Linked DNA regions of Rattus norvegicus: region 2 is linked to region 1. The links are chromatin contacts, called in public Hi-C maps. All regions are on one chromosome and are shown on one strand. Each heading gives the region's core, a stretch centred on a gene start, on an enhancer-like site or on the middle of the called end of the contact. The rest is flanking DNA. Distances are from core to core; before and after follow the strand shown. Region 1 holds the start of 1700020N01Rikl (RIKEN cDNA 1700020N01 gene like). Region 2 has its middle 120 kb from the start of 1700020N01Rikl.

The links. A called contact is a pair of places that touch in the nucleus more often than the background predicts.
Region 2: a contact with region 1 is called in a Hi-C map of kidney, with 4 times the contacts expected there. The contact joins the enhancer-like site here to the promoter of 1700020N01Rikl in region 1. A contact is called at or near these places in 10 of 12 Hi-C or Micro-C datasets (the A7r5 cell line, the Rat2 cell line, Schwann cells and 6 more) and 1 of 1 datasets of contacts at active chromatin or transcription factors (oligodendrocytes).

The regions. Positions count from the first base shown.
Region 1 is chr1:25,211,851-25,217,002 of GRCr8, reverse strand. 1700020N01Rikl (RIKEN cDNA 1700020N01 gene like) reads left to right here and starts at 2,549. Exons shown (of 8, transcript XR_010062835.1): 1 at 2,549-2,665; 2 at 2,761-2,996.
Region 2 is chr1:25,329,338-25,334,489 of GRCr8, reverse strand. No RefSeq gene overlaps it. Among named protein-coding and RNA genes, the nearest start is that of 1700020N01Rikl, 120 kb to the right of the region's middle. Within about 2 kb of position 2,184, at least 2 of the 93 cell types and tissues checked have an H3K27ac peak or open chromatin away from gene starts, as enhancers often do. A contact at or near this core is called in kidney, where this site is marked.

The DNA.
Region 1 (5,152 bases), core at 1,300-3,799:
TTTCCTACATAACATGTCATGGAGAAAATCAGTAAAAACATTCCATTCACAGTTCTCTCTCTCTCTCTCTCTCTCTCTCTCTCTCTCTCTCTCTCTCACACACACACACACACACACACACACACACATACACACACACACACACACACACACACACACATACCTAGAAATACATGAGGCTGTGAAAGGCCTTTACAACCACAATTTCAAAATAGTGAAAAAAGGAATTGAAGAAAACCCTAGAAGATAGAAAGGTTCATGTGCAAATGATTATATTACAAAGAGCAATCTCTGAACCCACACAATCCCCATTAAAACCCATGGCATTCTTTACCAAAATAGAACAATACTAAAATTCAAATAAAAGCACATAGGATAGTGAATAGCCCAAGTAATACCTGTGGTGTTATAACACACAATTCAACTTTATAGTGCAGAGCTGTAGGAAGAAAAAGGGAACAGACAATATGGCTCTGGCAAAACACACAAAGAAACTAGTGGAACAGAACAGAGCACAGCTCCATCTGCGGTTTGCTATGGAGTCACGTGTGAGGGTGGCAAAAGAAGAAAAAAAAAACGGTAATAAAAACTGAGGTGTCTCTGGAAGTGCTTGTCCATACTGAATCACATGACTTCACTCAAGCCTTGGTTCTCAATTCACTGATGGTACAGTTTGAATACTCAGCCAATAAAAAAAAAAAAAAAAACTATTCCACTTGTAGGAAAAGATTAGAACTGAATATTATCATCTAAATACATATAAGCTAAAAGGGAAAGATACATTTGCTCTCACATGCAGAATCTGCGCATGATGATGATGATGATGATAACAATAGTGGTGGTGGTGGTGGTGGTAATGGCAGTAGAAGGGAGACTATTTGGGAAGAGGAAAGGAACCACAATTGTAGGGGATCTTGGTGGTTGGTTTGAATACGGAGAATAGTCCCCACAGGCTTGTATAGTTGAATGCTTGATCATCAGGGAATGCTGGTACTTGGCAGGGATTAGGAGGTGTGGCCTTGTTGAAATAGGTGGGGCCTTGTTGGAGGAAGTGTGTTACTAGGGCTGGGCTTTTGGGGTTTCAAAAGCCCAAGCCAGTCCAATGGTCTACTGTCCCTGCTGTCCCTGCAAATCAGGATGCAGAGCTCTCAGCTACTATTCCAGCACCGTGTTAGCCTGGGTATTGTCACGTTCCCAGCCATGAAAACAATGGCCTAAACCGCTGAAACTGCAAGCAAGCTCTAATTAAATGCTTTCTTTTGTAAGAGTTTCTGTGGTCGCGGTGTCTCTTCACAGCAATAGAACACTATTACAGGGACAAAAGATAGTAATGGAAGGATATGTTTAAAATATATCACAACATATACAGGAACGAAACCGCCAATGAGACCCATTATTCTAAAGATTTATCTAAAATAATGCCTTAAGTGAGAAAAATAAGATTATCCAAATTGGTGTCAACAAACTGCTCAGTAGTATCGGGCAACTAATTATCATTTTAAAAGCCAGCCTCGTGTTGAAGGGACTGAGGTAGCAGAATATACTCCATTTTCTTCTTAAGACTCCATTCTGAGTTAACTTGCCCTTTAAAAGACATGGTCAATAAAGAGGCAAAAAACAAAAACAAACAAAAAACCCAAAACAACAAAACAGTTTGTCCTCCAAACTCTATTTTAAGTTACTGTCCTTGGAGAAAGCTACTGTCTAGAAAGCTACCGTTGCTGTCCTTGAAGTGATATGGCCCCCACCCTTGGGCTCTGAAAAAGAGACTAACATTCCTTTACCCTTTCATGTAATGTCAAGGCTTAAAAACCCCCACTTACGGTTTTTTTTTTCCTTTATAAACCCCTTTCACCTAGGCCTGGAGGGGTCACTCTCTTTCCTGTTCCATCAGGAAGGTTTGTAGCCCAAGCTTGAGCTTAAATAAAGACGCATATATTTGCATTGGATTTGGGGACCCTGGGGGTCCCATGAACTGGGTATTACAGTGTGAACAGCTCACACCATTAATCTGCACTTAGGAGGCTGACGCAGGAGAATTGCAGTAAGTCGGAGGTGAGTTTGGGCTACCAAGTGAGTCCTTTCTTAGAAGTGATAAATCTTCCCGAATGTAATTTTCATAAGCATAACAGATACCTATAGTAAGTAGAATAAGGCCGGAGTTTTAATATGTCCCTGTGTGTATGGAAATTCCACATTAACCTATAAGGTCAATGAAAGGAAGAAATAAAAAAACAGAAAACTCTCGTATTCTCCATATTAATGAACAGTATCCTAAAAGTTCGAGACACTGCAATACGTTTTCTAAAAAAGTGGATAGTTTCTGATATTTGCAATGTATGACACATTGCTTGCAGATTAAGTATGATTATACATATCAACTGTCTCAGATAACCAACAATTAGAATGGACCCACCTAGAACTGAGGCTGAGACCTATGGGTTTTGTAATGTCTCCAGTGGTTCTTCCCTGAAGCCTCATGCAAGGACCGCTGCTGCTCCGGGGTTTGCAGCACGCTATGGCAGGGGTAGGGTGGGATTTCCGGTGACGTCACCACAGAATGTCCGTTAAAGCGAGGGTTTTGGTGAGGGTTCTGGAAGTGGGGGCTAAGGTGGGTGGCCTCTGCAGCGTGTGGCTGTGTGACCCGACACAGGTGGCCTCCCAGGTGAGTCCTCCGTGTCCCTCGGTGGTGTTCAGTGTGTCCTCCTGAGATGTAGTGTCATGGATACCCGGTGTGTCATCTGTGCTTATCTCTTCCAGCTGAGGTCGAGAACCCATTGAGCGGCTAGGCCTCCACGTATGCACAGACCCAATGGCAGAAGCACCTGTGAACCAAGGCGAGAGCTATGTGAGCCTGGAGGATGTGTGCCTGCGCTTCACTGCAGAAGAGTGGGGTCTCCTTGATGACGCCCAGAAGCTCCTGTACCACAACGTGATGCTGGAGAACTTCTCGCTTGTGCTGTCCCTGGGACTTCCGATTTCCAAATCCTTCCCAGGTACCCCAGTGACAGATGCCAATAGGGATTCCTGATTAACCAAAGCTTTGGTCAAGGGCGTGGTGGTGGAGATCTAAGCTTGCTCCTGTGGTGGGCGTGGAGGATAAAGGGTGTGAGCTGAGCATCTTCAACAGATCCTCCACACTCCTGGAGCTTACCTCCGTAACATTGTTAGAAAATTTAAAAAAAAAAAATTAACCAGTTATCTAGCCTGGAGAACCTGCTGGGCAATGACCATGTAAAATGTCTAATAGGTAGGAGATGCTTGTTAAGTTGGCAGTAGACTCATAAGACAACATTTGGAAGGGGAAAAAGACCAGCCTTCATTTGTGGAGAGCTGTAGTCCCACATATCAGAGAAGTTCCAGAAGGGCTCAGTCAGCTCCGTGCTTGTCCACTATAATGTAACCACCCAAAAGTTCAAGAGACCTTTTACACTGGACAAATGTAGAATAATTTTCAATCACAAAAATGAATTTGTTTAGTATGAGCAGTTTCACAGCAAAGAAAAGCCTGTGTGTGTGTGTAAGAGAGAGTGTTTGTGTGTGTGTGTCTGTGTGTGTGTGTGTAGGTGTTAGTGTGTGAGAGAGTGTGTGTGTGTGTGTGTGTAGGTAAGTGTTAGTGTGTGAGAGTGTGTGTGTGTAGGTAAGTGTTAGTGTGTGAGAGAGTGTTTGTGTGTGTGTGTGTGTGTGTGTGTGTGTGTGTGTGTGTAAATGAAATTATTTAGCACACCTCCAGGCTTCTAAACCTGAAATTTCACACAGGATCAAGGTCTTCTAAATGTGATGGGTATAGGAAAACCTTCTGTTGCAAATACATTACCTGCCAGACTCCTGTAACTTCACAGTGGAAAAAGGTCTCAAATATGCAAGAGTTCTAGTAAAAGTTTAATCTCTAAAACATCCATTGTTGAATATGAGAAAAAGCCACACCACCGGAATGTGTTTAAGTGATGAATTTGGGGGATCAACTCGTTTTTATAACACTAGGAAACTGACGACAGAATAAAAACCTCCATCAGTCCGTCCTACCTCACTCAACACAAGAAAGGCCAAATGGGTGAATTTTCAATTGGGTGACTGAAAAATACTTCGGTGGTCACTTCCCTAATAACAGATTTCACGTAACAGTAATGCCTTAAGTACTTGACAAATGTCAAATACTCTAGAGAAGATTCAGTGTGCTTAGCATGTGAAAGTTCACCTGGAGTAAATACCTTGAAAGTATAGGACTTTTAGTGACCTTAATGACCTTTGAGTTGAATCTTTCAAGCCCATTTAATACCAGAGATTTCACAGTGCAAGAGAGAGAGATTTAGAGTTGGAAAATGCTTGCTTTGTTTGACATCTCATTAATCACAAAGTAGTTACTAGTAGTAATAACTTTCCTGTTGAAGCTGGTGATTAGAAGTTGAACTCTGTATCTTGGTTGTCTGCTGAGGAGAAGTGTCCTACTTGAGTCATGTGCATGCAGAATGCTTTCAGGAGGACTCTGGTCCCCAGGGTATGGGTCATCTGTCACTACTTAACTCTCTTTTGTTTTTTTGTTTGTTTGTTTTTGTTTGTTTGTTTGGGTTTTTGTTTGTTTTGTTTTTTCAGAAACTGACTTCTACCTGCATTCAGTTCTGCAGTTTACCTCAGCCCCTCCAAAATACCCAGGAAAGGTAGACTCTACACTTCCTCCTGATTCCTGGGAAGGAACTGAGGGGTCTGAGTTTGCTGGAAGTCCTCACTCCCTCCTCCTGATTTCTTTAGTGAATACATGACATAGCTTCTAAAAGAAACCTTTGAGCTGCAAGTGTCTAAAGGTTTTTCACTGTCAAGGTTTCTTGACTGTGTGTGACTGCTGGAATGGATTCCTTCAGGCTCCAAATCATCTACCCTTGGAATTTCTGGCCTTGATTGACCTGTTGATGCAGTGACTTAATGTAATTATTTGTGTCCTACCTAAACCTTTGTACTGTTCTTTTCAGTACATGAGAGTGACTTAGGAAAAGAGTTGACCTTTACTACCGTTCAGGAAGGGTCCCCTTTCATGGGGAACTCAAAGTTAATCTTAGCTAGAACAGTAATATGGCAGACAATAGTCCAACATCTAATTTGGCCTAATTGACACTGCTGCCTAAGGGGTTTGGTAGAACCAATTTTGTGACCTAAC
Region 2 (5,152 bases), core at 935-3,434, 120 kb before region 1:
TCTTAAGTTGGGTTTCATTGCTGTGAAGAGGCACCATGACCAAGGCAACTCTTATAAAAGACAGCATTTAATTGGGGCTGGTTTATAGGTTTATCATCATTGTGGAAAGCATGATAGAGTCTGGCAGGCTTCTTGCTGGAGGAACTGAGAGTTCAGCATCTTGATCTGAAGGCAGCCACGAGGAAGGTCTCTTCCACACTGGGCAGAGCCTGAGCATAAGAAGAGCAGGGACACTCTTCTTCCAACAAGGCCACAGCTCCTAATAGTGCTACTAATCATGGGCCAAGCATATCAAACCACCACAGAGAATGACCGAGGAAGCTTTGAATTTCCTTCCCCATTAAAATGGTTCATGCCCATATCCAAGGAAAATAAAATACATCCTGTCCATCAGGTATAGATTAGGTTGACATGAAGCAAAGCATGCTGCTGAATTTGGAAAACCTAAAATTCATGGTATTTCCAAATGATCACATTGCTTTTTTGTTCCCTAATTGGATGAGATTTGAAACTGCCTTGAGAGGTTGTATCTATAGAAATCTATAACCATTCACAGAGACTCTGACTCAGTGTGCTTGGAATGAGGCCTATGGAATATTTTTTAAGTGCTCTCCAGAAAATTTTGATGATATGCCAAGCTTAGAATTACTGATCTTGGACAATTTCTCCTTTTGAGTAAGCATAGTCAATAATGTATATTTAACTACATTACTTTTGCTAAAGAGAAAATATTGATCATTGGTTTCCATAATGGCACTCTTCAGTTATTTTTAGGACCGATATTTCATGATTATTTTCAGGGTTCCAGGATGAGAATGGATGGATGTTCCTGGATTTGAGTCTTGTTTTCTATGTAAAGTATAATGCTTAGATATGCAGGTAGTAGATACTAATTGGAGGAACTTCTCTGGTCCCAGTTTCATTACCAGTGGATTGAGGAAAATAATGCCTGCTTTGCAGGATTGTTACAAGACTGTTAGATAGCTTATGCAAAGTCACTGGAATTAGAAACAACCTTCATCAAAGATAATTTTTATCTTTTCCCTCAAGACGCCAAGAATAAGGGACTGTTGAATGCTCAGCCCTAAATAAGATATTTAGCCCCAATTAATACTTTAGAAGAGGAGGCAGAAGAAATGTAAATGCTGTGAGGTAGGGAGGGGCTTGAGTTGCCAGCTTCTAGGAAGGACACAGCCATTGAAACCATGGACTCACAATCATGAGCTCATAATAGCTAGTTTTACATAAAATGGCCCTATACAAGACTGGCCCAGTCAACTGTATCTCATGGATACGGAGGGGCTCATGGAGTCCTATCTCTTTCTGCTGAAATACTGGTTACTGATAGGCCCCAGGACACAGGGAGTCATTGGTTTTGTTGTTGTTGTTGTTGTTTGTCTGTACTTTTTAAGTTTTATTTATTTACTCTGTATGTGAGTACACTGTAGTTGTCTCTCAGACACACCAGAAGAGGGCATCAGATCTCTTTACAGATGGTTGTGAGCCACCATGTGGTTGCTGGGAATTGAACTCAGGACCTCTGGAAGAGCAGCCAGTGCTCTTAACCACTAAGCCATCTCTCCAGCCTGAGTCATTGTTTTCAGTTGCATACTTTCTAGTGAGCGGACCATGTTCCAGTGGATGACTCCAATCCATGGTCACATAGATAGTGTGGTTAAACTCAGGGGGTCATAAAAGAAAACCAAACAAAAGGCATAAATGTAAGAAAGGAGTTTGCAGGAAGGAGGGAAATGTGAGGGAAAAAGCATGAGAGTAATTGGAATGCATGATATATGTCTATGGAATTGTCAAAGAATAGCTTTAATTAATAAAATGATAATTTATTTTTATTCTAATACTTTAATATGTTTGAGTCATAATCTTTTAATTTTCAGAATAGAGAACAGTTAAAATTGATTAATTATGACTGTACATTTTTGCTTTTGCTTTAGTCCGTTTTGATTAATATCTCCTGGGTTTGGAGTTTTAAGTGTGCAATTATAATTACTGAACATTTGCAAAGTACAACAGGTGCCTATACTGCTAGATTAATCTTGTGGAAAGTGAGAAGGTTGGCAGTAACTCTTGAATTCTGAAGAAGTGGTAAGCTAAGAAACAGTCAGTGTGACAAACAACCCATTAAGGGTAGAGACTTGAGTACATGCTTCAGGGCAGGTCAGACCCGAAGGCACTGGACCGGAGAGGGTTTAAGCATTAAGCTTTGAGTATGCTGCACAAGAGATCTCTCCAACATTCCTTCAAAATGTTTTAAGTGAGCGTCTGGCTTTCAATGAGTCAGCATCATTAAGGACTGTAGGTCTTCCTCCATCTTCAAGAGTCTCGATGCTATTAGTCTTCCAGCAGTGCCATTGCTATATCAAGAGTTTTCAAATTTAGAAAGACATTTAGAAAGAAAGAAGTGAAGAATAAGGGAAGCACAACGTTTATTTCCATTTAGTTGGCTCTCGGAGACTAAGTTATCAAGATTTTAATTACAAAATCTATCTTCTTTCCAAATTGATTCAGGTGTACTTTGAGATACCCAATCAGAAAGTCTAAGAATATTTTTTACTTCTGCTTCTTTATATGAAAGTAGGGAGCAGATGTTAGCACCTGCTTTTGGTTCCAAATCACTTCAGATTTTCTTACCCCTTGTGGGATTCTACATTCTTGCATACACCCACACTAGAACTATTTCACTAATGATCACAATTAATAACTTGGGTAGAAAAACTCAAATACTATAAAACCTTCCATTTAAAAATATATAGTTGTTATGCATATTTCTGGAATTAGCACTCCATAGCTGCTCAGTGCTCAGCTCTAAACAGAGGAGGACATTTCTTTCCTTCTCCAAGGCTCAAGGAAGATTATGGAAGTGAGATCAGAAGGAGTGTAGGAGATGAAAGATGGGGAGGTGTGTTATGAAATAAGATGTCTGCATATGATATAGCTGTTGCACCAACGAATTCATAGCACCCGCGACTACCTACTCAAGACCACCACAAAGTTGGGCCTATTCACACACCACCATAGATAGATGAAGTCTAGCCCCTCCCTGTGGAGCATAGAAAATTAATAGTTTCTAGGTAAGGTGAAATCATTTTACTCCACAGTGCAGCCACTGGTAATAACCATGTAGGCATTAAATGCAATGGGGCAGAGGCATGCACATAGGTACACATGCACACATGAGCACACACATAAACACATGCATGTATGCACATGTGCTCACACACACATAAACACATGCACACACATATTTGTCCTCACATGCAAGCACATATGCACACATGCACATAGGCATTCACACATACACCACCACACACACATACACGTAGGCACAAACACATATGAGCACACACATGCATGCACATATGCACACATGCACAATGCATACATGCATACACTCACACAGGCACACATACATACATGCAAACATGCATGCCCATATGCACATGCATGCACACACAATGCATACATGCACTCACAAACACACGCACACATGCACACAGGTAGGGTAAGAGGATAAAAAGGATAATAAGGGATATGATTCGAGCACATTTGTGTGCGCATGTGAAAAGAATGACCATGTTTTAAAAGATATTCCATTCGTATGTGTAATCTGTCACAATAGATATGGGACTTCCATACTAATGCATATTCGATGTGCAGTCAACTTTTTTCTAAACGCACACAGTACACGGTGTCTTTTCCCTTTTCGTTCCAAGGTAATTACAAAGAGACATTTATAAAAACAAGTTACAAGACAAAGGAAGAAAGGAGAAACAACAGGAAAGGAAGGAAATGATTTAAAAATTCCAAGATATTCCACGAACAATACAGGCTATTGCCATTGCTCCTGTTTGTTAATAGGTATCAAAGGTAAGGTACCATTGCTAAAGACACCTCATACTATTGACAAACGACTTGGAAGAATTGAGCTGGAATTGACCTAAAAACCTGCCACACAGGGACTAGCTATCACCATATTGGAAGGTTCTATGCAAGCTGCCAAGGAAGAAAACAATCAGTAGTTCTATCCAGCTATAAAACTGCAAAGCACAACTATAGATGTAGAAATATGTCTCTGATGGAGTGGATGGCATTTATATCTTGGTGACAATCTATAATTGTCTAACTGAACTTCAGCCCCACTTTGTAGGAGTGAATTCATGCCTGCTAGTATAAACCTAACCAAGTTTCCATGTCTAGTGAGATCACAGACCCTAGAGGAGAACCTACGACCTACCATACTTCTACTTCCCTGAGCCCTTACAGTCTCTAACTGTATGCTAAGTACCTAACCTCATACCCACAGATAAGTATAGCTCTCACTTCTCATCAATGTGTATGTTTTGTTTTGTTTTTTGTAGAGGTGATTACAGAGATCACAGCTCTCTACTACAAGAGTTCATAATACAGAGAAAGCAACTCTAAGTAGACTCAGTAGTTCGTATGCATATACATATATGTGTTTATATGCACACATGTACATGTAACAATAATTAGAGATGGGATAATACATTTGTGTGGGAGTAGATATGGAAAGGAGATATGGAGCAGTTGGAGGGGAGAGAGGGGAATGGAAGCAATATAAATGCAGGACTCACGTACAAATTTCTCAAAAAGTAAACTATTTTAGAAATAAATCCAAAGTAAAGAGAAATGGTCCTGTTGTTTCTAGACAGGTAGCTATTATAAGATGATAGGGATTTCCCCTCCATAAGTGCATGGGGAGCAGCCTCCCTAGACATGCTGAGGAAAGTGGAGTCAGCTGGGCAGAGAATCTAAAGAAGGCTCGCATTAGCTGATGGCTGTGTTGGACAACATGGAAGGTAAGCATGAATGGGAGACTGACTGGGCGATGAAACAATCCATGTATTTACTCTCATGTTTCCTCAAAAAATTGATCATTAGAGTTTTGATAAGACATGGGGGCTCCTAGGTCAACTAAATTGCCTGGTATTTGTATTTAGACAGGAAGGATTCAGAGCCAACACTTTTCAGGGAGAGAGAGAGAAAAAAACCCTCATCCATTAGCAAAATGATGTTGGCAGAGAGGAGCCTGAATCCATCATGAAATACAGTAAGTGAGCTGGCGAAGTGAATAGCAGGAAGAGAGCTTTTCAAGACTGGACTCAGGACCTTG